Regions from separate parts of the Arachis hypogaea genome. Here region 1 is linked to region 2. The links are chromatin contacts, called in public Hi-C maps. All regions are on one chromosome and are shown on one strand. The core of a region is the stretch at or near the end of the contact, and the rest is flanking DNA. Distances in the headings are between cores, read along the strand shown.

Region 1 (3,645 bases), core at 593-3,092, 59 kb after region 2:
AAGCAGCTACTCAGGCTTGCTGGAGAGAGGCTATTCAAGCAAAATTACAAGCTCTAAATCAGAATCAGACTTGGTGTTTAATTGAACTCCCAACTGGTAAAAAGGTTGTGGGTTGCAAATGGGTGTTTCGTGTGAAATTTAACTCAAATGGTTCGATTGAAAGACACAAGGCTTGTTTAGTTGCCAAAGAATTCACACAGGTACAAGGTGTGGATTATGGTGACACATTCAGTCCAGTTATGAAGATCACCACACTGAGGTAAATGTTGGCTACAAAAGCAACAAAAAATTGGCATTTGAAGCAGTTAGATGTAAATACAGCCTTCCTTTATGGTGACATTGACAAACAGATATATATGAAGATACCACTAGGTTTGGAAGTAGCAAGATCAGGACTGGTGTGCAAGTTACAAAATTCACTCTATGGCTTGAAGCAAGCCAGTCGACAATGGAATATCAAACTGTCACAAATTTAATACACCGGGAAATCATAACATGAAAAATATCTTGCCTAAACTAACTATAACCTAGCTATTTATAGGTAGTGAGTAATAGAGCCTAACAACCTATCAACTAGCTGGACATGCCAACCGCTCCTAAAAAAACTCCTACTTAACCTCTACTTACCTCTCTTATTGTAACACAACCCAAACCTGTTAGTAGTAGGTGCCTCTCTATCAGCATCTCATTAATAAGCTGGAAGAGCAAAAAGCAAACAACCATTGCAAGGTCGTCTGTAGACGCAGAATATATAGTACTTGCTGCTGCCACATATGAAGCTCGTTGGTTGTCATTCGTGATTTCCTTCATGAGCTTTCCACTCCAAAAGTCAATCACAATCTTCTATGACAGCCAATCAGCGATTCATATTGCCAACAACCCCATCTTTCATAAAAGAACAAAGCATATTAAAGTTGATTGTCACATTGTGAGAGAAAAGTTACTCTCAATTCATCTCATGCCAATTAATTCCAAAAAATAGATTATAGACTTTCTCACTAAGGCCTTATCTCTTGGGCCCTTTTCCACCAACATGAACAAGCTTGGATTGCTGAATCTTTACCACCCAAGCTTGAGGGAAGATGTAACCTAACCTCCATTTCAATACAATAGTAGCAACAGTATTGAAATATTTATTCACATCACATGTTAATTAGTTAGTTAGCTAGCTCCTAAAATTTTAGCTCAATTCTATTTTGACTAGTTTGGACAAGGTAGCTAAAGATTAAGTGTGTGGCTGAGATTATGCAACAAGTATATAAGCTCCAAAGGCTAATTTTACTATTTTCAATTTCTTTTTTCAGTTTTGTGAAATGAGAAATTTATCTCTTTTCTTTCCAAATCTTGTTCTTTACTCCATTATTCTTGATTCATGTTTTCTCATATCGTAATTTTCTATAATATTAATTGAAATAAATGATTAAAATTACTAAAATATTGGTACATTTAGAACATTTAAAATTTTTCTTTTTTTATGGATATACGCACTCTCACACACACTATATTCAATTATGGCTGAAAATCGATTCTAAGTGCAGTTTGATGAGAGGTATACAAATCCTACATTCGTGCCACGGCTCAATTGCAAAATTTTTCCTCTTTTAATAACCCGTGCTATGCACGATGTGGCTGACGGCTGCACAAAATGTCCTACATCAGAGAAGAATAAAACGCGTTTTTTAAAAAGATATTTTTAAGTGGTGCATTTTAAAACGAGTAAATTCGGGTGTTATTGATTCATTTGTCTTTTTTTTTTTTTCCCAAAATAATCGTGTTTGGTGTTAAATCTTGGTCCACCACTGAAACAGTATCATATATGAAGATGGAGGCTAGATTGATGCATTGACAATGGTGGCAACAACTGCTTATTATGATGTAAATGTTGATAAGATGTTTGTGAAAAAGACATGAATAAGTATAAGAATTAGTTTTCAATTAGTTAATATTATTATTATTTGAGAATTTAGATTTTATGATTAGAATTTAAAATTTAAAATATAGAAATTGTTTTTGGTATCGAACCAGGGCAAGTGCCCTATAGTTGCTCGCTAGTATGGGCCCAGATAAGAATGAGAAAATACAAGTAGGAGTAATTATGATACAAAATAAAAAAAAAAAGTAGTAAACCACCTTGTTTAAGAGAGATGTAAACATACATAATTGTTAGACCCAGATTGTGATTCAACCCAAGAGCTGAAAAAGGAGTAAACTACCTTGTTTGAGAGAGATGTAAACATATATAATTGTTAGACCCAGATTGTGATTCAACCCAAAAGCTGTGTGTGTTAGAGTGTAATTTGACCCAAAAGAAAACACAAGAGCATGAAATCAAGAACAAAGAGTGATGCATGGTTTTAATTTCTGTGGCCCTTTTGTAACAGACTCTTAGCTTGCCTACGCTTTGTTAATTCAACCCAAGTCCGAAAAGTTCCAAAAATAAAAAACATGTCACAAAAAATACGAAAAGGATTTGACCAGCTGGGAGCGAATCTATTGAAATACAGGCCTGAAAACATAATGGACAAGTAATGAAAAATGGATAAAAATCTGTAATTTGATGTGATTGAAGTTATTGGGCACAAATATAATAAAAAGACTTGACCAAAATAAAAAGGCGGTAAAAAATTTATTAATTAGAAAACATAAATGATATTTTTGTAATATTATAAAATTGAATAATTTTTATTAGAATAATCATTAGATTAAATTTGTTATTGTTAATTATATTTATTTTGTATTCAAATAAAATAAAATTTGTGATAAAAATATAGTTATTATATATTTGTGTATATTACAGACAAAAATATTTTATAAAGATAAATAATCAGCTACTATATATATTTATGTATAAATATATATATATTATTTTACTCAATTTTTTAATAAAATTATTATCACCGGAATAATCAAATTTAGTATAGAAAAAGAATCCAATTTGTTATAACTAGATAATTAAACTTTTTCATAAATATTAAATATGTATTCTTATATAGCTGGTGGCTGATTTTTATATTTATGTAATATAATTAAAAATAATTTGACATACTTTTTAAATATCAAAATTAATATTAATATACAAACTTATAACTTACATGAATTTCAGTCAAATAATTTATATAAATGAACATTCTTTTATTTGAATAATTTTTTTTTCACTTCACAATACTCATTTTATCTTAATATGCATTGTCTATACTAGTTTATTTTATTTTTATGTCTTTAGTAAATATTCTCTTAACAATAAATAATATTAATAATTTAAAATTAATGCTCATACTATTGTTATTTAAATATTTTCTTAATAATAAATACTAAAATTCAATACCACAATTTATATAAGAAAAATCAGACACAGATGTAATTAAATTCAACAACAATAACAACAATAAAGCCTTGTCTCACTAGATGGGATCACCTACATGAATCAAACGATACATGAATCAAACGAGGTTATTGTGCTCTGACATGTATTATGTCTACAAATAGACCGTTTACATGTAGATCTCGTTTGACCACCTCACGGATGTTCTTCTTACGTCTTCCTCTGCCTTTCGCCCCTTGTCCATCTTCCATCTCATCCACCCTCCTAACTGGGTGTTCTATCGGTCTTCTTCTCACATGTCCAAACCACCTGAGGCGCGATTC
Region 2 (3,340 bases), core at 660-3,159:
TTTAAAACTTGGAATGGAAGAACCATGGCACTCCTTTCTCAACTTTCAATAGATCAATCTCCTTTCTTAAAAAAAATTGAAACATATTACCACCATGATCTAGTACCTTGAATCTCTCTGACTACCTCTAGATAGTATACGTTGTTGATTCTAGCATTTTAGCACTGAATTATTTATCTGCTAGTAGTCTTCCTACCAAACTCCAAGAGAATCTCTCTAATTCTTCTTGGATATCTTCATTCCCGAAATAAATTATCTGTTCCTCCTCATCTTTAATCGCACTATGGTGCTGATTAGTAAGTATAACAATTGCTGCCATGGTGAATCGATTGGCACACAGTGTATGAGATCTCACAAAATTAGAATTACTCCAAAAATTTTAATAGAACACTCAACAAACTCTAATAATAGGACAGTACATTATTAATTTATTTTTCGGGTTTTTTTAATATTAGTCAAATAGTTAAAAGTTTATATTAAAAATAATTTATTTTTATAAAAAATATTGTAATGAATTTTCCCAACAATTTCATAAATGTTTTTAAAACTTATAACATGATTTTTTAATTAATAGGTTTTATAAAAAAATTTAGGGTTATTTAATAAAATGCGACGAGAAATCCCAGTGAATAGTCAGCTCGCTTCCACCCCTACTTGCTGTAACCTTACCAAACTTGCTACGGTTAGTAAATATATGGCGCAGTTGTGTCACTCATATCTGAATTATGAGGTACTTGTTTTGGTTGGACCAAACTTCTTCAATGTTTACCGAGTTAAATGATGCATTAAAAATGAATGGCGTTGCTAGCTGTTTAGGGATATGGGCGCAGCAGAAAACACTTGAATAAATTAACCTAGTTATATTATTATCATTAAAAGGCAAGAAAACAAAAGGGGTAGTTACTATGATATATACATTTCCACGTCACTTCTAAGTCTTCCATTGACATTTGAACGCCATGCCTATACTATGCAGGGGGGAGGGGTCAATCATGTATCCACGTTCTATGCTTTCACATGAGAAGGATTGACCTTAGCCTTAATTAGTTTGCTGATTGTTTAGAGAATTTAATTAATTTTAAAAAGGAACTTGTTCGGCTACAACCTACAAAGCATAACATTATCACATTAAATATCCTTACCAAATACCAACTACTACAAGATCTGTTATATAATTGATACATGAAATTAATATATAGCATTAGGAGTGTGTACATAGGTGAATGAAATCAGGTTCATCTTTATTTGAATTTTACTTTAAATAATAATTAGATTTATTTTTAATATTTTTATTCGATTTTAGATTTGATAAAATTATATTATTTTTTAGTTACACTAAAATCAAATTTAGATAGACAAAATTTGAATTTTGATAAATTTTATATTAAAAAATTATGATATATTTATTACTGTAAATTGATATTTATATTAAAATTTAAATTTTTTCATAAATTTTAATTAGAAAAGTATGAGGAGCCAATGAAATATTTATACAATGTGTACAATGGAGGTTTATAGAGTATTAGAGATATAATAATTAGTGTTACATTTTTCCATCAGCTGAAACTTTTGGGATGAGTGATATCATGACATGGTATTAAAACGCTAGATCCGAAAGGTCAAGAGTTTGATCCTTGGTGAACCCAAAAATTAAACTAATTTTTCGAGAAGATGTTTATTATTCCTTGTACTCGAATGGTTATTCTAAATAGTATAGGGGATGTTCATTTCATAACTCAATAACCATTGTCCACATTATACAAATAGTCCATTGTCTCCATAACGGGATCCATTTTAATTTTATATTTTTTATTTATTTTTTAATTCATCAAACCTGATTAAAAATAAAATAATAAATTTATAATTAATATAATATAATATTAAAATTAATTAAAATATATATATTCTTCTAGTTTTTTTAGAGTGTACATAAGATAGGTGAAGTCAAATTCGTCTTGACCTGAATCCAATAATAAATAATGACAGAATCTATTTTTGAAATCATTTTCAATTTTAAACTCAATAAAATTACACCAAATTAACTTTTAAAATATTTAAAAAAAATAACTAGAAAGCATTTGAAATTTTGGCACCAAAATTAGCGTAGCAAGCAGTAAGTAGTAACTGTGCATTAACAAATAACAACTACTTTTGCTGCACTAATTAACGACTACATTCTTCTTCCGCCAATCTCGCCATTTCTCCCTCGCTTTTTTCACATCATCAACACTACATACGTTTCTTGCTGTACTCATGTCCTCACTCTCATAACTAACAGAAACAATGACGCCGTTAAACTGCACCCTTCTCTTTTTCTTCTTCTTCACCTGCATTATCACAACTTCATCGTCGCCGCCGCCACCACAACCATACAACTACGGTAAGTAACACACGCTCTCTCTCTCTCTCCTCACATGCATCTGGCAATGATGTTTAACATGTTGACTGCGGCTATACTATGCAGGTTACTCCATCCACATAAACTGCGGCTCCTCCACCAACGCCACCGATCCCTACAACACTACATGGCTCTCCGACCGCTACTTCTCCGGTGGCACTGACTCCCTCATCTCCGAGCCTCTCCGATTCCACCTCCCTTCCGAGAAGACTCTCCGCTTCTTTCCTCCTTCCTCCTACGGCAAGAAGAATTGCTACTCCCTCCCCTCCGTCTCATCCTCCCGCTTCCTCCTCCGCACCTTCACTCTTTACGACAACTACGACGCCAAGTCCCGCCCTCCTTCCTTCGACGTCTCTCTCTCCTCCACCATCCTCTTCAGCTGGCGCTCCCCATGGCCAGCCTCCACTGCCTCTGATGGCGCCTATGCCGATCTACTTGCATTCTCCACCGCCGCCCATAATTTCTCCGTCGGAGAAGCCACTATTGACCTCTGCTTCTACGGCTACGCGACAGACGCACCGGTAGTTTCCTCTGTCGAGCTCTTCGAGATCGATCCTGCTTCATACGACGCCGCTTCCACCGGAAAAGACGTTGTGCTGGTCAACTACGGCCGCGTCTCCTGCGGCTCCGACGAGCACTGGGGACCGGGATTTACCGCCGACGAAGACCGTTTCGGGAGGTCGTGGCAACCGGACTCCGCGTTCCGGATCTTGCCGGATAAGGAATCCGAGGCGCGCGTGGTGTTCACGCAGAACGACGTCAGTGGCGCTGATTTGAGCCCTAATTACTTCCCGATGAAAGTGTACCAGTCGGCGGTGACGGCGGAGGGCAATTTAGAGTACGAATTTACTGTGGACGCGAAGATGGACTACATGGTGTGGCTGCACTTTGCAGAGATCGATTCGAGCGTGAGGAAGGAAGGGGAGAGGGTCGTCGATGTGT

The links. A called contact is a pair of places that touch in the nucleus more often than the background predicts.
Region 1: a Hi-C map of leaf shows a contact between it and region 2, with 4 times the contacts expected there. The contact joins the enhancer-like site here to the promoter of LOC112712719 in region 2. A contact is called at or near these places in 7 of 8 Hi-C or Micro-C datasets (leaf and an unstated tissue).

Annotation. Positions count from the first base shown.
Region 1 is chr9:120,379,144-120,382,788 of arahy.Tifrunner.gnm2.J5K5, forward strand. No RefSeq gene overlaps it. Among protein-coding and RNA genes, the nearest start is that of LOC112712721, 9.9 kb to the right of the region's middle. Within about 2 kb of position 1,843, at least 3 of the 3 cell types and tissues checked have open chromatin away from gene starts, as enhancers often do.
Region 2 is chr9:120,319,631-120,322,970 of arahy.Tifrunner.gnm2.J5K5, forward strand. It overlaps LOC112712719 (receptor-like protein 4), which reads left to right and starts at 1,910. Exons shown (of 9, transcript XM_025765654.3): 1 at 1,910-2,380; 2 at 2,465-3,340. The coding sequence starts at 2,284.